Regions from separate parts of the Sus scrofa genome. Here region 1 is linked to region 2. A link is a contact called in public HiChIP or PLAC-seq data. All regions are on one chromosome and are shown on one strand. The core of a region is the stretch at or near the end of the contact, and the rest is flanking DNA. Distances in the headings are between cores, read along the strand shown. Region 1 overlaps LOC106505815 (a long non-coding RNA gene). Region 2 overlaps CD47 (CD47 molecule).

Region 1 (4,984 bases), core at 2,119-4,618, 100 kb after region 2:
AAGAGACTTATATAAGTTACTGTCAGTGATGAGAGTTTTTTTTCTCCACAAAAAGAGGGACATTCCATCACGTTGTCTCATCAGTTGGACTGTTATTAATCTGAAGCCAGAGTTTTGAAGACTGGGAGGTTGTGCGTGCCTCTCTGAGAATGAGTCCAGTTAAAACGGTAAAATTCTCAGAGAGCTGCAGCCCAGGAAAATGATTGATGTTATGACTCAGAATTTATCACAGATCTATAATTTTTGAGCAGTAGGGGAATTCTTTTCAGGTTTTCAACCTGATCAGTTGCTCTCTGCTGGCCAATGAAGGAGGAAGTATCCGAATCTTTCATATGTGGCAAAATTTAGAGCAAGTAGAAGCTCGGAGACAGAAAGATTGAGAATTTTTTTGCAATTAATGTAGAAACTCCCAGAATTAAGGAAATAACCAATTTCAAATGAATTGCTATCTGAGTGAACATATAAGCTAACTGGCAGAAGATGGAGGATCAGGGTAAAAATCTCTAAGAAAAAACAGGTACAGAGATTGTAACATCAGAACCTCACTGTGTACTTTATGTTGAATGGTTCACACTGGGTCCCCCACAAGGGTTCATGTTCTATACAGGATGAAACTTCCAGGATGCCTAGTGGGCCTGTGGGCAAACCTCAAGCAGTCATTGACCTGGGGAACCACAGAGCCTCATGGCATGGAAAACTGCCTGGACATTTTGAGGATGACCTCTGAACTCTGGATGTTAAAATCCCTAAGCCTCAGAGGAAACCAAAGATTGCCTTCTTTTTTTTTTTTTTTTTTTAATATCTTCCTCTCATCTGGCACCTGGATGGAGCAAATTTCCCTCCTGGCAAAAGCAAGAGAGGTGTGGTCAGAGCTCCTCAGGCTGATGTCAGGCCAACCCCAGCTAGACCGGTTCTGTAAGTTACAGGGCATAATGAGGGCTGGATAACAAAGAGCAAATGATAATAACTCTAATAAGAAGGAAACACACAGACAAAAAAAAAAACAACAACCTAACAGCCCAAGACAGCATAGTTGTGAAATCTGAAAGTAGTCTTTGAAGGGATATTTCTCCCCTTTTATTTCAAAAGAAATGTTCCGGGTGGAAAGGAGAAGACATTGATGACAAGTTGGAAATATAGAAAGAGTTTGTAAGGAAGCGGGAGGTAGAGGAAAAGGGGGCTCCACGGGCTGTGCAAGGGCTTCTGCGGCAGTGAGGTGAGGGACAGCGACCTCTGGCCAGTCGTACTGTGGGCAGTAGCAGAGACTATGTCACTTCTTTCACTGTCACTTGTGTGACGTGCTGCCGGTCTGGCCTGGAATGAAAGGGGGACTTAGAGAGGGGTGAAGATTCTGGAGCTGTATCTGGGAGCAAACCAGAGACATGCTCTTTTATTTTAGAAAGACTGGATTTCTTCCCCGCCTGCAGTCATTCACAGGTGAGCCTGGTCGGGATGTTTCCTGTGAGCTAAACAAAGGTATTTTAGCTTAATGCTCATTACCTCGGAAGTGGGGGTTCTCAGAGCTGGGCCCTTATGTATAACCTATGTTTAGAGGCAACATTTGATATTCTCAAATGATATATTCTGTTGACATTCATAAATTATATAATGAAATAAGTCCTTTGTGTATTGTTAGGCATCTTAGCTCGGTGTATCTAATTGAAAATTTCTGTGAGCTTTCTGGTGCCTGCTTTCAAATAAGGGTGTTGAGAAGATAAAGTAGTACCACCTTTAGGAAAGCAATTTAACAATAGCTAACTCAATAATTTTAAAGGCGCAGAGTCCCTGTCCTGGCTTAGTGGTTAACGAACCCAATTAGCATCCAGGAGGATGTGGGTTTGATCCCTGGCTTCACTCAGTGGGTTAAGGATCCGGCATTGCCATGAGCTGTGGTGTAGGTCGAAGACGGGGCTTGGATCCCACATTGCTGTGGCTCTGATTTAGGCCCTCATCTACAGCTCTGATTGGCCCCCTAGCCTGGAAACCTCCATATGCCACAGGTGCAGCCCTAAAAAGACCAAAAAAAAAAAAAAAAAAGAATTTTAAAGGCCCTTTTACTCTTTATCTAGTTATTCCCTTTTTTTGAAACAGCCTAAACAAATAATAATTAATGCAAAGATCCATGAGTGAAGATGTTTATTATCATGTTACTTATAAAAGGTGAAAAATTCCTAACAGTTCAGATGCTCAAAAATTAGAGCTTGGTTAGGTAACTTATGAAAATCCATACTATGGATGTAATGGAACTATTAAAATGATAGTTATAAAGAGTATTTTATATCATTGGTATATGTCTATGACATAATTTTAAGAGGGGGAAAAACAAGCTAGTAAACTTTATATGCAATATAAACTCAGCTATATAAAATATGTATTATGCATAGAAAGAGAAAATAGATTAAAAACTAACTTTGAGTGATAAGATTATGTTCAAGTTTTAGTCCTTTCTTTTTTCCAATTTTATCTCCAAGTTTTCTACACAAGCAAGCAGTTAATTTTTAATATAAAAAAAGAGAAATGCCTATGCATGTATGAGCACATGTGCGTGAATATTCCTATATGCACCCATGTAGGCTCTCACACACTTGGTGTCTTGACAGGAAAGCAGCTTGCTCTTGCACAATGGCTGTCATTTGTGTTACAAGTTCAATATTCGTATTACTTTTTGTTTTCTAGCGTGAATAATAGTTGCAGAGCTATTTGCACACACACATACACAGCATGTACACACCATATACGAACACAAGTGCACCCACACACCACTAAAATCTTTGTGGACAGGATTTGAGACGAAATAGAATGGAATATATAAAACTCCCTCTCCAAATGTTTCCTCTCTTTCTCTCTTCCTTCCTCTTTTTTCCTCCCCTTTTTTTTTCCCTTTCTTCCAATCACTCTTCCACTCCCTAATGCCTGAAGAGTGAATGTGAAAGACACGCATAGGGGAGGGGACAGCAAGGCTAGCAGATTGCCTTGGCAGGATTAGAGGGTAGTCGTGTCAGTTAGCATGGAGCCAAAACACTGCTGAGGTTGGGTCCAGCCTGTGCTGGAGAAGGGCTTCAGAGGCAGAGAGCTTGGATTCAATGAGACGGCCATTTGGAGCCCCAGTAGGCGCCCCAGCAGGAAGCACCCACATTCCAGAGAAGACCAATGGGAAAGAAGGCCGAGAGCCAAGGTACAGGCCTGGCGGCCAGTCTCTTCTCATCTCCGGAGCGCCAGGAAACTCGGGCTTGGCACAGAGTTGTTCTCTTTCAGTGGGTAGAGGGGGCTATTTCCTCTCCCCTTTCCCAATATTCCAGCTTCATGTAAAACAGAGGTCACGGATTCAAAGGCCTCAGGATTCGGCTGTTATGCAAGTGAGACAGGCCAAGTGTGATGAAACACAGAGTGACAGGGACTGCGGCCTAGTGGGACGGCTGATCTGAATGTTCTATGTACTTTCAGGCCAGCGCTTTTGCTCAGTGGGTATGAAGCCAAGAGTTGCAGGTCTTCCAATTTTTCAAAGGAAGCTGAATATCCAAAGGCGCTTGGAATTCTAGGGTGTGTGTGTGTGTGTGTGTGTGTGTGTGTGTGTGTGTATGAAAGATCTCAATTTTTCAAACGTTGGCTCAATTAAAAAAAAAAACAGCAGTGAGTAGACCAAATAAAACATGTCTGCTGGCTGGGTTTACTATGTGGTCCATTGGTTGGGGAATTTCTGAAGTAAAACTAAGTAAAACTGCCTCCCTTCTTCCCTTATGGCTAGTAGGAAACATGGTATCTCTTTAAAGAGGCAAATATTTCATTCCTGCTGTGTGCACGGCATACCCTACACACTATAAGGGATATGTGAGAAATACTCAGTTATTCTAGGCCTTCTGGGAAGTTAAGATACTGCTGAAGCAATAAGCTATTCAGGAAAGTCAGGTAATAGTGCTACACAGAATTCTGGTATTAAGGCCTAAATGGATCAGATTAAATATACCAAAGTCACCTTAAAAAGAAAGAAGGGTTTTTAGATTTTTATCGAAACTTGTTTGTGGTAAAGCCAGTGGTGTGGAAGTATCCAGGGTATTGTTCACTTTTACATTCCTAGAACTTGGCACATGGTAAATCATGTTCAACAAATATTTCTTGAATAAAAGGATAAAATTAATGAGTCACAGAAGGGAAAAACTAAGTCTTGTGAGCTTAGAAAAATGGGTAAAAAGAGAAGCAGGTATTTTCACTGTTGATGACAATATACAATAGAGAGACACTGAATTTAGGGGCCGGAGTATCTGGTCAGTAGGGTCTCCATTCCTGCTAGGGAGCAAGGGGGTGTAACTAGTTCTCACTGTAACCCATATTAAATAGTCCACAAGGCTATTTTCCTTCTGCTGAAAGTTTTAGTCAGCCTCCTAATGACCAATTAAGCTTTCCTGACATTTGATGGAGGGGGCGAAGGACCCAGGATAGGGGGCCCTCGTGTTCTGCTTATGTGCTTGGCCTCGTCTTTTTTATAATGAGTATCCTGACTTACACAGGGTGCTGAGAGAGTCTGGTTAGCAGTACTCCAACTCTCTGGGTCAGATGCCACTCTTCAGGATCTTGTCTTGGTAACTTGCAAGTGACCTTCCTTGCTGGTGCCTCTAATTCATCGTCCCTTTTCTCCTGGAACTGACATCACAGAATAATGGCCTCAGTGAGCAAAGCAGACAGAACACACAGTTGTAGATCAAAGAAGGCAGCAGTTTTGAGTAGTCAAGAGAAGGCTCATGGAGCTCCCATCCTGGCGTGGTGGAAACAAATCCGACTAGGAACCATGAGATTTTGGGTTCAATCCCTGGCTTCACTCAGTGGGTTAAGGATCCGGCGTTGCCGTGAGCTGTGGTGTAGGTCATAGACAGGCTTGGATCTGGCGTGGCTGTGGTGTAGGCTGGCAGCTGTATCTCCAATTCGACTCCTAGCCTGGGAACCTCCATATGCCATGGGCGCGGCCCTAAAAAGCAAAAAAAAAAAAAAA
Region 2 (4,810 bases), core at 2,190-4,689:
AAATATAAAAGTAAAATAAAATAAAAGTTCTGTTCAAGTTTAGCAAAGTTGTCACTTCTGTTATTATCAACATGATATACGTTGTGTTCATAATGTTGACATGAAGGCATTTCAAGATTCTTGTGTTAGTTTTCTAGTTGTGTACTAATAACTACAAATGTTGCAGCTTTAAACAACACCTATTGATTAGCTCACCATTTTGTAGGTCATAGTTCTGGTCATGGGATGGCTGGGTTCTCCATTCACTCTTAAAGGGCTAAAATCAAGGTATTAGCCAAGCTGTCTTCTCACCTGGGGCTCAGGGTCTTGTTCCGAGTGCACATGATTGTGGCAGAATTCAGTCCCTGGTGATTGCATGGCTGAGGTCCCTGTTTCTTTGCTAGAGGTCTGATGAAGGGATCTCTTAGTTCCTATGGGTTGTTCCCATTCCTTGCCACACAGCATCGCTCACATTTAAAGCCAGCTAGGGAGAATCTTCCTTTTGTTGAATCCCTCTGACATGTTGAATTTCCTCCTAGAAAGATCCCAGACCTTTTTAAGGACATATTAGATCTTCCCCCTGTCCTTTAAGAATAATCACCCTTTCTCTAATCTACCTGGGAAGCAAAGATTTTATTTTACCAAAATAATTGACTGTGCTTCACTTCGTCCTTTTTAGGTTTCAATTATTTAAGAAAACCCAACCTTCTCAATATTAAAAGAGCTGTTTAGTTCACAATTCTGTAAACTTCTAAATTTGCCTTTAATATATTCTATTATCATACTGGTTAAATAGATAATTAAGTGTTATTTTTTAATAATCTGTGATCCTATTCAGTCAAATGTTCAAATCTTTTGACATTTTAACAACCTCCCCAAATAAAATTCCAAATGAACACTTTTTGACCTCAAAGAACTTTGAGATTTCCCATAGGATTCTTAGAAAATTTCAAAGGATTTGCCTCTGACCCTGTAAAAGAGAGATGTTAAACTAATTATGTTTATTAGGTATATTAAGTTACAAAGAAAGCATTGTCAAATAAGTGATGATAAACCTTCTTAGGTTGTATTTGTATCCATGCAGGTTATTAATTTAAGTGTTCCAGAAAGTGTACGAATTTTTAAAATCTCATGTTCTAATATAATGTCAACAGTCATAATTCCAGTTATTCTCTTAAGATATTGTTTTCACTGAAATTAAAAAAAAAAAAGAATGATCACCCTTTCTCAAAGTCAACTGATTTGGGACCTTAATTGCATTCAGCAAAATCCCTTTTGCCACATGACACAACGTAATCGTGGGAGTGAAATCTTTCCTCTTCATACCCCATCCCCCTTCAAGGGGAGGGAATTATAAAAAGCTGATGGAGGGGGTGGAGGGGGTGGGGTGGGGGTGGTGGTGGCAGGGTTTGAGGGGGCCATCTTAGAATTCTGGCTTTGATTAAATAATTGGGGACTATATCCTAGCCAAGTCAGTATATTTAAAAAACCCCATCACAATCCTGAAGCATCAAGAAAATTGCAGCTTGAATTTTAGTGTCAGAAATTTTATTGTGATCTTCTTTTATGGAAATATAGTCTCTGTGTAGAGGTTACCCATGTATGTATTTGAAAAAGAGGCACACTCAGTTGATTAGAGTGATTTACTGGCTCTTTCAGGCCATCCCATTTTGTACACAGAGATAAGAGAAATGAGATCCTGGGTTTCTATAATATTTAGACTTGGAAGCAAAATTTCAGCACTTACCCATAAGCCACATCTTCTTTGCCTCTCACCTCAGGAGTTTATTTTCCTGGGAGCCGCTCTACCTGACCAGGAATTGGAGAGTAATGGACATGGTTGTCAGCGATAGCTTTGGTGGAGTAAGAGTAAGATGTCCTTGGATCATCTTTCTTAATCCTGAGGTGGAGAAATATCTGCTATTGTACTTAGTCCATTTTAAACTTTATTTTTGCAGTGCCATCGAAGCTTGGAACTAAAAGGAACCTTAGAGAAGTTCTTGTCTCCCTCTCCCCTAGGGAGACAAAAGTTAATCATCTGACAATACTACCATAACAAATCAGTAGCTTAAAACCATATACATAGTTTTGTATAAAACTTTGTGTTTTTCTCCAGTATCTCATCCAATACTTGAATATCCAATTCAGTTATCCTCAAACTTTTCCTACTGTAACAAATTGTTCATGTCAGTGAGAGAAGATAGATTATAGCAGGGAGCTGCAGCAGTGAATTTAAACTGAGAGAATCATGGATACTGCCCTCCCCTCCCCACCTACCCCCCACAAAATCACTGGGGTAGAAGCTGAGAGGGGAGAGTATGTGAAGTTTAATTCTGAAATTCTGATAAGCTCCAGTGAAGAATCACTTAGACAATAATTTTTGTTCTGTAATTTCACCCTCTGTCACTGAAATATCTCTCACTATTATTTCTACATAGAGGTGTAGAGTCAGCTATTAGTCATCTAGTCTGTATCCCCATCTAAACCATGAATTGGCTCTCTCACACTCCAGGTAGTTGGTCATTCAAACTTTTTACGTAAACGCTAGACTTAAACACTTGACGTGATGAGACTGTTACTTCCCAAAGGATTTTAGTCTATTATCGGGCAGTTCCCATTCTTCCTAGAGTCAAGCTAAAACTTGCAACCCTGTAATTTCTCACTCACTAGGAGGGCTGTGGTATTTCTCTTCCAAGTTTATTCTCCTCTAAGGTAAAAATCCCCAGTTCTTTCCACCGTTGCTCACGGTTTCAGGATCCCCATTCTAGTCACTTTCCTTTGAAACAATTTCCCTGTTATGTCTTTAAATGTGATAAGTAAAACTGAACTCAGGACTGCATTTGTGGGCCATGTCCTAACTTTCCTGCTACTGCCTGATTCTGCACTACCTTTTCTGATAGATCCTGCTTCTCTGTAATCCATTCCCTTCATAGCTGCCAAAGAAGAGTTTAAAGAAACTAGGTCATTTTTCTTCCCTATTTGAGGCCTTCTGATTACTTGTCATCGCTTGTAGAATAAAATATCCAAGCTTGCTTTCTTTTTTCTTTGCTTTTTTATTTTATTTTATTTTTTTAGAGCCACAGTGGTGGCATATGGAAGTTCCCAACCTAGGGGACGAATTGAAACTACAGCTGCCGGCCATAGCCACAGCAACACCAGATCCAAACCACATCTGCAACCTACACCACATCTTATGGCAATACCAGATCCCCAACCCTGTGAGCAAGGCCAAGGGTTGAACCCACATCCTCACAGATACTAGTTGGGTTCGTAACCCGCTGAGCTACAGCAGGAACTCCCCAGGCTTCCTTAACTCTTAAGACTCAACATGATCTTAACCCCAGCAAACTCTTTCCATCTCATCTGCTATCATTAAATTCTAGCCACACTCCCCTTGTGAATCGTTCAGTTCTCAAACTTGCAGTTCCTTCCTTGTATCTTCTTCCCTCTCTTCACATGACAAGCTCCTCCAATCTGAGGCTCAGAGCCAGTTCCTCTCCCCAGAGGCCTCTCTTTACTACCCACAAGAGGCTGTTCTTCAACCTCTCTCCCTCCTCAAGCTCATGGCCCCAACTGGCTTATTCAATTTTGAACCCCAGATACTTAGAAAAGCACCCTACCCTTAGTGGTCTTTCAATACATATTTGTGTAATAAGTGAGAAATGAGTGCTCAGACCCGGTCAAATACACTCTTATTTTCACTCATAGATTGCTATTAATATATCCTAAGACTGTTGAAGATGTCCCATTGTATATAGAGGGAGACCAGTGCAAGAACATTTCATTGTCAGCCTTTCTGGAACACAACATCAGATCCTGGCTGTATTTTGAAGGTAGCGACCACATGATTTACTTTCAGCCCAGAGTCGGGGAGTGAGAGAAACCAAGGGGTCAAGGATGAGTCCAGGGTTTTGGAGACATGGAGTCACCGCTACGGAAATGGGGAAGACTGTGGGGGGATTGGTGGAGGCATAGGGCGTGGAGTGTCAAGAGTCAGTTTGGAACGTGGTAGTTTAAGGCACTGGCGACCTTTAATTCACTGTGCTTCGGTTTCCTCAAAGATGAGGGGTTAATTAATCCTCATAAAATAATTGGAATAATTTAAAGAGTTAATGTATACAACTCAAAATAATAAAACAAGCAGAGAAAAATAAGTTGCCTAAGAATAGTCATTAGATCATAGAGCTTTTACCAAATCCTTTAGGCATTAGATATGAAAACCTGAGAGTGATTCATGAAGGTCTTTCCTGGTAGGATTTTAGACTGAATTGAAATGAGTTATCTTTGGTATAGGAAGGTTCTCAGTAGTTCAGTTGGAAATGAAGGTATTAATTCAGAATATCTGAAGACATCTGTCTCTTGGTAGAAATCTGCAACCATGAGAGCATTCCTCTCCCCACCCTGCAAAAGACTGTCTTTCATCCTATGACCTTTGGAACTTTTAGCTATAAACCAATTGAATCTCCACTATGTGTAGGGCAGAATGGCAGATTATGGAAAGGGAATACCTAAAAGATGGAATTTATAATGTTATAGTCTAGGGATCATTGTGAACATTTACCAGAGTTTACCATTCTAATCTTAACACAAGAAATGCATGGTTGGCATTATTGTATGAAAGTCCACGAGGTTCCTTACATGCTGATATGGAGTCTGAGCAGTGGAAAATTTGAAAGGGTTAATTTTAGAGGGACACAAGTGCTTGGTTTGAGCAGCATTTAGAAGTGTTCTTCACATAGAGACTTCCTTCTATATAGGCAAACTTTGAAATGCTTTCAGTGCATTTATTTGGCTTTATTGTTAGAGAAGAAATTTCACAGGTAAAATTATG

Evidence for each region. HiChIP or PLAC-seq counts read pairs in DNA pulled down with a chosen protein or histone mark.
Region 1: an H3K27ac HiChIP or PLAC-seq map of alveolar macrophages shows a contact between it and region 2. The contact joins two enhancer-like sites. A contact is called at or near these places in 6 of 47 Hi-C or Micro-C datasets (embryonic fibroblasts, fibroblasts, liver and 2 more) and 1 of 2 datasets of contacts at active chromatin or transcription factors (alveolar macrophages).

Annotation. Positions count from the first base shown.
Region 1 is chr13:151,546,138-151,551,121 of Sscrofa11.1, forward strand. The region is part of intron 2 of LOC106505815 (a long non-coding RNA gene); the gene reads left to right. LOC106505816 (a long non-coding RNA gene) reads right to left here. Exons shown (of 3, transcript XR_001300590.2): 2 at 4,502-4,638; 3 at 1-1,314. Among named protein-coding and RNA genes, the nearest start is that of CD47, 120 kb to the left of the region's middle. Within about 2 kb of position 3,369, at least 16 of the 83 cell types and tissues checked have an H3K27ac peak or open chromatin away from gene starts, as enhancers often do. A contact at or near this core is called in alveolar macrophages, where this site is marked.
Region 2 is chr13:151,445,587-151,450,396 of Sscrofa11.1, forward strand. The region is part of intron 2 of CD47 (CD47 molecule); the gene reads left to right. Among named protein-coding and RNA genes, the nearest start is that of CD47, 19 kb to the left of the region's middle. Within about 2 kb of position 3,440, at least 3 of the 83 cell types and tissues checked have an H3K27ac peak or open chromatin away from gene starts, as enhancers often do. A contact at or near this core is called in alveolar macrophages, where this site is marked.